3 separate regions of the Mus musculus genome follow, and all the other regions are linked to region 2. A link is a contact called in public HiChIP or PLAC-seq data. All regions are on one chromosome and are shown on one strand. Each heading gives the region's core, a stretch centred on a gene start, on an enhancer-like site or on the middle of the called end of the contact. The rest is flanking DNA. Distances are from core to core; before and after follow the strand shown.

Region 1 (2,842 bases), core at 20-2,519, 210 kb before region 2:
CATAGTCCGGCGCATTCCCATTTCCTCCTGGTTATGTGCCAGCATGGATCATAGTCCGGCGCATTCCCATTTCCTCCTGGTTATGTGCCAGCATGGATCATAGTCCGGCGCATTCCCATTTCCTCCTGGTTATCTGCCAGCATGGATCATAGTCCAGTGCATTCCCATTTCCTCCTGGTTATGTGCCAGCATGGATCATAGTCCGGCGCATTCCCATTTCCTCCTGGTTATGTGCCAGCATGGGTCATAGTCCGGCGCATTCCCATTTCCTCCTGGTTATGTGCCAGCATGGATCATAGTCCGGCGCATTCCCATTTCCTCCTGGTTATGTGCCAGCATGGATCATAGTCCGGCGCATTCCCATTTCCTCCTGGTTATGTGCCAGCATGGATCATAGTCCGGCGCATTCCCATTTCCTCCTGGTTATGTGCCAGCATGGATCATAGTCCGGCGCATTCCCATTTCCTCCTGGTTATGTGCCAGCATGGGTCATAGTCCGGCGCATTCCCATTTCCTCCTGGTTATGTGCCAGCATGGATCATAGTCCGGCGCATTCCCATTTCCTCCTGGTTATCTGCCAGCATGGATCATAGTCTTCTTTCCCGACTGATTGTCGTCTGATCCCAAGACTTTGATGCTCTTAGATGCAGAGGCCATTTCTTTGGACAAGCCAGTGCCTATAGCAGCTAAGTGTTGTTTGCCTATGGGGAATAATGAAGGCAATGTCCTCCGTATATGTCCTAATACTTAGGTACCTCTGAGGATAAAAATAATGCCAGAATTATCATATTTTGGAGATGAAGAAATTGATAGTCATATGATGATTTCTCATTCAGGCAAATCGTGTAATCATTCCATGAAAGTATTATTATTACTAACTAAGTCAGACATTCATATTTTCTAAAATTGTCGATAGAGTACATATATCTACTTGAAAATACAGCTTGAAAGTGGTGTTTGGCCACATGATATGCTCTGAGGAGATTTATACACTGTGCCTGTGAGCAGGCCAAAACCTGAAAAAAAAAAAAAAAAAAGGAAGTAGATAGAGTATGCTTCTAGGATCTTCCTCTGCCAGACTCCTGAGGTATGAAACTAACACATAATTATTCTGTCCCAGTCCAATCTACACTCGAGTGTTTAAACCAGTGAGATAGTAGTTTTGGGTCTGGCCAGGTGCCAGGATGTAATACTTCTGGAGGAGAGGGACCCAGAGGTTTTAGTGGCTCCTGGGTTTGTCATTTCCGGTGAACTACTGTCAAATATGAATCCAAAACAGGAAACAAGCCAGTGCTCTACTCCTTGTAAAAGTCGCCAAACTCTGCTGAACACAGATGGCGTTACGCCAGCTCAGGAGGAGCCAGCCGGCTCTGCTCCCTTCGAAGCGGCTGATGTGCAGGAGTAACTGGGAGGGTCCACAGATGAGGATGAGGAAGCCAGCTTCAAGCAGATGCTTGGGAGCATCAGAAGAAAAGCAAAAGGGAATTGGCTTTTCAGCTGCCCAAGGGATCTGTTGTAGCTAGCTCCCTTGAGGATTATATTGCTTTTCTTCCTCTGTTGCTTGTATAGAACTATGTGTGATTCTAGCTGTAATGTAAATATATAACACTGCACCACTAGAATTGCTCATGTATATGCATTTGTATGTGTGCATTTGTGTGTGAGTGTGTGTGTCTGTTTACACCCACCCACAATGTCTTGATAAAAACACTTACTGTTAGAAAAAAAATGTACTACCTATTCAGCTGTCTCACTCTGGAGGCAATATACCATGGCGGCAGTACCCTTAAGACAATATATGTGCTGAGCTGGTAAATTTCAGGGTTTCAACTGAATCCAAAGAAAGAAATGGTTCATTTATATATAGCTTGGATATTTAGTTTATAAACAACATCAAATGCCACCCTTCTTAGGGATTTACATCTTTGCAAAAAAGGTTTTGGCCCTGGCTTGCACCCAATGCTTGCAGCCCACATATTTAGTTTTTGGTTTTTTTTTTTCAGTCATAGCTCCACAGTAAACAAATGAAAGCAGTGTCATCATGTTGTGAGACAAACAGGAAGGATGCATATTCAAACTGCTCCCTGGAGACATTGAGCACATGAATGCTAAGAAGGAAAAACTATCAAACTAACACAACATTGTCAAACCTGTGGTGTTTGACAGTGCTTTTTAAATTGTCACTTGCCTGTGTCTTCCTGTCAACACACCACATCCTGGGATAGATATAGTACAGCACTTGACATATGAAAGGTGATCGATCATTTGTTACAAACACTAAATACTAGTGTTTGGAGAAAATGCAGTGTCAAATGAGAAAAGACAGGCTCGTAGAAGATGAGAAACTTGCTCTATTTTTGATGGCAGAGTAGTGGAGACTAGCCTTGAGTCTTAGCTGCGTCTGGACATGTGATTGATCCTTCTATAAATTACAGCCTAGAGCAAAGACTCCAGCTTTACTGAGCCTACCTTTGACTAACCAAAAGCCAATCACTTAAACTGCCTAATTCACTCTGGGCACATCAACTTCTCAAAGAAATAGGTGATTTCCTTTTATCGTGTGACCACCCTCTCTGTGGATGTTGGTGAAGGGGGAGCCCTAGCATATGTTTTCTGCATCATGGCCAACAAGCAGAGGAAGCTACTCAGAGGGAGACAAACCCATCTCAACTCTTAAGGAGGGAGCTTCTTTTCTTTAGAGGGGAGTCACCAATCCTGAGAATTTCTGCTTGTATCAGTTGAACCTAAGCTGTAGCTGCAGCCACCCCCTCCTGTCTGATACTGTAGGATGACGGATGAATCCCGAGTCTTGGTGTTCCAGAAGAGCAGATCTCTCTGTGCT
Region 2 (3,160 bases), core at 167-2,666:
CAAACAAACGTTCTACAAGGAAATGTTGCTGCCAATACTGTAAGGTAGAAAACTATTCGGAGAACCGGGTTTCACCTTCGGCTCCTGTAGAGTTACTTACACTTTAACAGCCAGCTTAAGCTGTTCAAGAACAGATGCCTGCCCTCGTTACAGCACAGGAACCGTCCACCTCTTTATTAGATTTTATGTTTATAAAATAATGCCCTAATGAATACATGCGCTACCACAAGAGGAAACCTTGCTTCGCTCCAGAGCAAGGCGCTGCCACCATTTCATTAGATTTTGCCTTCCTTAAGCAGCCCCACTTCTCTTCCCTTTGCCATTATGTTAGGGCTCTCCTGGATGCGGTTGAGTGATAAGTGCTAGATTGAAATAACAAGGTCATTTGATCTTTTCAAATTAAATCACAGGGAGTTTGCCTCAAGAATTATTAAACAGCACTTAGGTTTTAACACACCAAACAATCAGCTCACCAGGAAAAATGTTCCTCAAAGAAGTAACCGTTCAGGCTTGGCAGATAGCTCAGTAGGTGAAGTGCTTGCTGCCAAATCCTGGGCTATGAGTTCAATTCCCAGCCCTTACATAGAAAGCCAGGTAAGGTGGTACATGCTTATAATTCCAGCACCATGTGGGTACTGGTTGGGGAATCAGAGACAGGAGCTCACTCAGGCATCCCAGCACTCCAGACCAGAGATAGACCATTAAAAAATTAACCTTGAAAAAATTAAGGTGGATAACTCTTGGCAAACAATCCCAGGGTTGACTTCTGGCTTTTGTGTGCATATATACTAACAAATATGTGTACCTGCACATATTCACCTCTCTTATACCACAAAGGAGTATCCATCCAAAGATGAACAGGGACTAGGGACATGGGTCAGTGGAAGACTATGTGTTCAGTATGTACAAGGTCCCAAGTTCAACCCCAAATACCAAACACCAACAAAAAGGCAAATTTGAATGAGTTAGAATTGAACACACTGTGTGGAAGAGTTTGGTTAGCCACAGAAGCAAAGCTCAGATTCCCTGGATCTAGGGAAGGAGAAAGAGTTAACACAGTCAATGATCCATCTGAAAAAAACAGAATGTCAATACCAAGCAGCTCATGACTCTTGTGAGATGCAGTATCAACACCCCTGAAGCTGTGATATCTGCTGTCAAAGTTCAAACACCACAAGCCAGGAAAAATCAAAAACAAAACTTTTACCACTAAACTCTCTACCTCTTCATCCTCAGTATGGCCACAAGGGTGGAAGTGCGGCCTTGCTTTCCTAATGACTTTGACCTTTCAGCTGTGACTTACCTGAGCGACCATCTGCTGTGGGAAAGAAAGAAACACATATCTAAGTTCCATCTCACCCAAGTCTAATGCTTGCCGATCAATTTCAGTGTCCAAGCACTTCCTTGAGGCTGTGGATTTAGTAAGAAAAAAAAAATCTTAGCATGAGTAATTTTAAGCTAGGCATGGTTGAACAGAGAACGGTAAGAAGTATGCCAAAAGGAAACAGCCAGGTTTCTACTAGAGCCTAACACAAAGCATAAAGTCAAACCGTAGACTCCTGTATGAGATAAACTTTAAGTATCTTTGATGAGGCTGTTGTTGTTGTTGTTGTTGTTGTTGTTGTTGTTGTTGTTTTGCTTGCAGTATTATAAGTAGGTGGAATTGGGAAATAGTAAGTTCTTTTAATTAGACTCCAATAGAGATGTTGTCTAGTGGACTCACAGATTCTTATCTTTCCTCTATCTTAGCTGTCTTGAGGGCCAATAATGACATTCTCTCCTTTCTATAATTCACCAGTGGTTAAGCCCTAAAAAAAATACAAAAACTAACATCTGTCATCACTGGGGCGTAAATTTCTTGCACATTAGGGAAATTCAAGCCAAACTCAGTCAGCCATGGTGACACTGAAGGTGCACAAGTTGGCCTTTGGAGTTTAATAGACCAAGTTGGGAGTAAATAGATCCCAGAGATCTAGGCACACAAAAGGTAAAGCCCCCAAACCTAGACCAGTCATCCCAGAAAGCTACTCAACCCTCTAGAAACATGGAAAGCGGCAAATTGTCATCTCGTTAAAAACACCTGCTTGTCAAGAAAGATATTTTAATCCAAAAGGAAACATTTGTTTTGTTCCAGGAATACTTATTCTAAATGAGTTTCTGACCGTTTTATTTAATTAGAAGATATCTTTATATTACAATTTGACTAATTGGATATCAAAGATTTGCACAGTCATTTAATCTCTCTTTACATTTTTTTATTTATTGAAGTGTGTGTGTGTGTGTGTGTGTGTATGTTTGCAGGCACACACTTGTGTGCACAGGCATACCATAACACAAAATGCGGAGGTCAGAGGACAACAGGCAGGATCAGTTCTCTCCTTCCACTATGTTCATTAAAGAGACCAAACTCAGTTCACCAAGCTTGGCAACAAGTACCTTTACCTGCTGAGTCACCTCACTAGCCAATATATATAGTTTCTAAAAGCAAGGTAGTGGCTTAAACAAATTAAATTCAGGTGGCCAAAAAAACAGCATCTTTCAGTTGAAAGAAGAATTTCAACTACAGAATTGTCAGAACACAAAATGACAACAACCAGTGTGGAGTTCTTAAGGGACATTATTTTGCTATTCTACAATCAGGTCAGTGATTCATCTGATGAAATGGGATATGGTACAATGGACCAAGAAGAAGAGATGGGCTTTGTGGATAGACACAGGCTGAAGAAATCATGAAATAAAAAATGGTTTATTCACTTCAAGGTTAGTCAAGGAGACCGAAAAATACATGATTGGTTAGCATTCGATGATTTCAGTTTTACTTATTGTAAGAATTAAATGATGCAACCACTTATAGCAACAGTGTTTTAAGAGAAGGTTTTATGTAGGCCAGGCTGACCTCAACCTCTAAGATCAGGATGACCCAGAGTATCTGATCCTCCTGTCTCTACTACACCAAGGCTGTGATTACAGGGGTACACAACCACACCCAGTTTATACTGTGCTGGGGAATGAACCTAGGGCTTCATGCACACTAGACAGTCATTCTACTAAGTAAGCTACAATCCGGCCTGAGGTGTAAACACTCAATCCAAGGGGTATTGGTGGCACATCAATGGAAAGGAGATTATTTTCATATTATTTCTTTTTCTCCTCATTACTT
Region 3 (3,093 bases), core at 407-2,906, 150 kb after region 2:
CCCAGAACCCCGGCCCCAGAGCCCCAGAGCCCCTCTCCACTCTCCAGATCAACAGTAAATCTGAGAGTTTTAAGGGCTCGCATTAACATGCCTATTCCTGAACATTACTTAACAAACTTTACTAGCGCCAAGTGAACTTCCAAAGTTTTTCTAACTATAATGCATAAGGACTCCAAAAAGTACAAAATTATAGTGGGGGTGGGGAGAAACTGAGTCGGGGGAGGTGGGAATGTTTTGAAAATACATTCATAATAACATAAAATGTTAAAGGATTGGAATCCTACATTTGTTTGTGGTTTAGGTTTGACATTTTCACATAGCAGTAGTACGTGTTTAGGAGAATTACAAATATCAATCTGGTTGATAATATCACTGGGATTTTCTGATTCTTAAATCATAGCCAAATAAAATAAATCCAAGTGTATTAGAAGCCTTTGATGTCTGTATAGGATAAACATCCCGATGCTACATGGTATCCAGAAAAACACCATACCCAGACAGAGCCTAGTGTTCTGTAACTATCATTGTCACTATTGTTACCATCAAAGACTTCATCTGTCACCTTCAATATTATCACCACCATCACCATCATTACCACCATCTCCCACACTATCATCACAGGTCACCACCGGACTTAACCATATCACTTATAAACAGTTACAGCAACCTTATTGTCTAAACCAACTCACTTGAAATTGCTTCATTAAACTACATAAAATTCTGTCGGTTGGTAATGGAATACATATCTTTCTAAGTGTCGCATTTTAACCAAATACAGTTAAGTATGCATCACTTTAGACACTATTGATTAAGGCAAATGTGTTCCTGGAATTTCTATTAATATTCTTCAGGCACAGCACACAGCAACTATTTTTCTCCTATCCTGAGACCAAGCATATCATAAAGGTGTCTCCCTTAACCTTCAGTTGAACACTCTGGGAGTAGGACAGCAGGATGAAGAGGGAGCTCTTTGAAAAACAAAACTATCCATCAATTCACTGCAAGAGCTGGACCAGTAAAAAAAGACTCCTTAGTAACTTTGTCAAGCCACTGCCTCCTCTTGGTGAAAGCTCTTAAGCTTTCACTCTGGTCGGTAAACAGCAGTACTTTTGGCTTTATCTAGAATCTCCCTGGGGGCTATGTATTTTGGTTCTAAACAAGAGTAGCCATTCTGTATCTTCCTTTCCTGAATTAGTGAACTGAGACTCAACATTCTAAAGAAAAGTTAATTTGTTTCTTTCTCCCCTTTCACCGTCATGGTCTCCCAGGGCTGGAGGGGAGAGGCAGGGAGACACAGGACCTGACCGCCACACTCCATACACTGCTCTCTCAAGCTGGACCTTCTAAAATTACACTAAAAAGAACCCTGGCATCACAGGGAAGATAGAAGAGGGCTGAAGTTGTGTATAATATGGAGTTGGTAAAAAACATGACTCAAATCTGAGAATTTCTTCATGTAAAACTTTTCACATGATCCTTTTGACTTTGGATATACTAACACACATGTTCTTTCTGATGACCAGCAGATCTGGCTTGTAGGAAAAACATTTCTTGTTACCGCTACTCTCTGTTTATAAAGAAACTCTTGGCCACTCATATGTGTCCCTTCCTCTTGCTCTAGTGCACACAAATGTACAAACAGCTATTCAAATGTGGGTAAAGTAACTTAAAAGCCTGCAATTTTCATGTAGCTTACATACTGCCTTCACATGCACAGTCTCCTATGTAAAGCCCTGTGTTCTTGCCGTCCTCACCCTCCCTGCTGTCTACTGCCCCTGCCTTCTGTTTTAAAGTATAAGAAACCAAAAGTGCTCAACCCGAATTCTCTCAAATTATGAACTTCACAACTTTATGAATGTATAAACTGGGGAATGGGATCCAAGTTAACAGAGCACCGCATAAGATTGGAGGAAATAGCAATTACCCCTGAGAGCTCTCTCCGTGGCAGTAAGAGCCACATGGGGCTGGCAACAAAAGAGAAGGGACACAGATGTGATTCCATCCACATCCAAGCATACGCTCCGTCCCGAGCAATGTGTGGTTCCTTGCACTATTCTTAGACCAACTTAACATGGCAGGTGGTCGGCAGCAATTTAAATGATTAAGACATGTAAAGACCAAAAGAAAAGGGGTGGTCTGATCATTCAAGTGCATGGGGGGAACCACGGGAAACATGAACATCCATCCCTCAACTCTCTCCCAAGACCTCCTCAAAGCAGAAAGGTGGTCTTCAGTGATCACCACAGACAAAGTAGTTCTCCAGACTACACAGACATCGGGATCCAAATTATCAGAGGATTGGCTGATGTGGACGGCTTGTTTCTTAAGTTTGGGTTGCTTTGGTCTGGTTTGAAACGTAGCACCTAGACATACTGACAAAATTCAAAATATTCAGGCAGCATTAAACACCTGTGTTGAATTTTTTTTAAAGCCTCAGTGAACAGAAGTGTTTCGCCTTGAACTTTCTTTGAAATCCTCAAAGTTGTCTGAATCCCTAAGAATTCTGAATAAAATGACTTCCATGAAATTCTCAGTAACACACAACCTACAAAACCACAGCTTGTTGATTACCAACAGAGCATGTCTCTGCAACAAGTTACCTGGACAAGTGGCAGTGTTTCTCACTTAATTACATGCCCCAAGCTATTTTACCTGCTACATCTCCTCATACCTAAATATGGCTGCATGTTGTGGCCAATGGAAAAAGGAACCACAGCATGTAGACTCAGAGTAAATCAAGCTTTGCCCAAATTCCCTGAACATCCTGTGGCCCACTCAAATATGTTCTCATAAAGAGCTCACGAAGCAGCCCCACTCCACAATCAGGAATAATAAATCTTGCTCTTATTGGTCCATAGACACCAAGCCAACGTAGATGGAAAAAAAGATAAAATGAAGATGGACAAATTAGCTTTTTTCTTTATATAAATAAAATTACAGCAACTTACCTACACATTTTGCTTTTCTCCTAAATATATCTTAGGCCTGTATCTTTCAACCTTCTTTGCTCCCGACCCACAGTGTAAGACTTTGTTACACCAGTCTAGCACTTCTAGACTCCGAAAGTCAGAACCTGCCCTGACTGCATAACCA

The links. HiChIP or PLAC-seq counts read pairs in DNA pulled down with a chosen protein or histone mark.
Region 1: an H3K27ac HiChIP or PLAC-seq map of large pre-B cells shows a contact between it and region 2, with 3 times the contacts expected there. The contact joins two enhancer-like sites. A contact is called at or near these places in 1 of 484 Hi-C or Micro-C datasets (uterus), 1 of 115 datasets of contacts at active chromatin or transcription factors (large pre-B cells) and 1 of 9 other capture datasets (adipose tissue).
Region 3: an H3K27ac HiChIP or PLAC-seq map of large pre-B cells shows a contact between it and region 2, with 2.5 times the contacts expected there. The contact joins two enhancer-like sites. A contact is called at or near these places in 1 of 115 datasets of contacts at active chromatin or transcription factors (large pre-B cells) and 3 of 9 other capture datasets (adipose tissue, liver and pancreatic islet).

What each region holds. Positions count from the first base shown.
Region 1 is chr10:5,078,523-5,081,364 of GRCm38.p6, reverse strand. The region is part of intron 127 of Syne1 (spectrin repeat containing, nuclear envelope 1); the gene reads left to right. Among named protein-coding and RNA genes, the nearest start is that of Gm51757, 250 kb to the left of the region's middle. Within about 2 kb of position 1,269, at least 70 of the 459 cell types and tissues checked have an H3K27ac peak or open chromatin away from gene starts, as enhancers often do.
Region 2 is chr10:4,866,972-4,870,131 of GRCm38.p6, reverse strand. The region is part of intron 5 of Esr1 (estrogen receptor 1 (alpha)); the gene reads right to left. Among named protein-coding and RNA genes, the nearest start is that of Esr1, 160 kb to the right of the region's middle. Within about 2 kb of position 1,416, at least 6 of the 459 cell types and tissues checked have an H3K27ac peak or open chromatin away from gene starts, as enhancers often do.
Region 3 is chr10:4,715,119-4,718,211 of GRCm38.p6, reverse strand. The region is part of intron 2 of Esr1 (estrogen receptor 1 (alpha)); the gene reads right to left. Among named protein-coding and RNA genes, the nearest start is that of Esr1, 6.5 kb to the right of the region's middle. Within about 2 kb of position 1,656, at least 10 of the 459 cell types and tissues checked have an H3K27ac peak or open chromatin away from gene starts, as enhancers often do.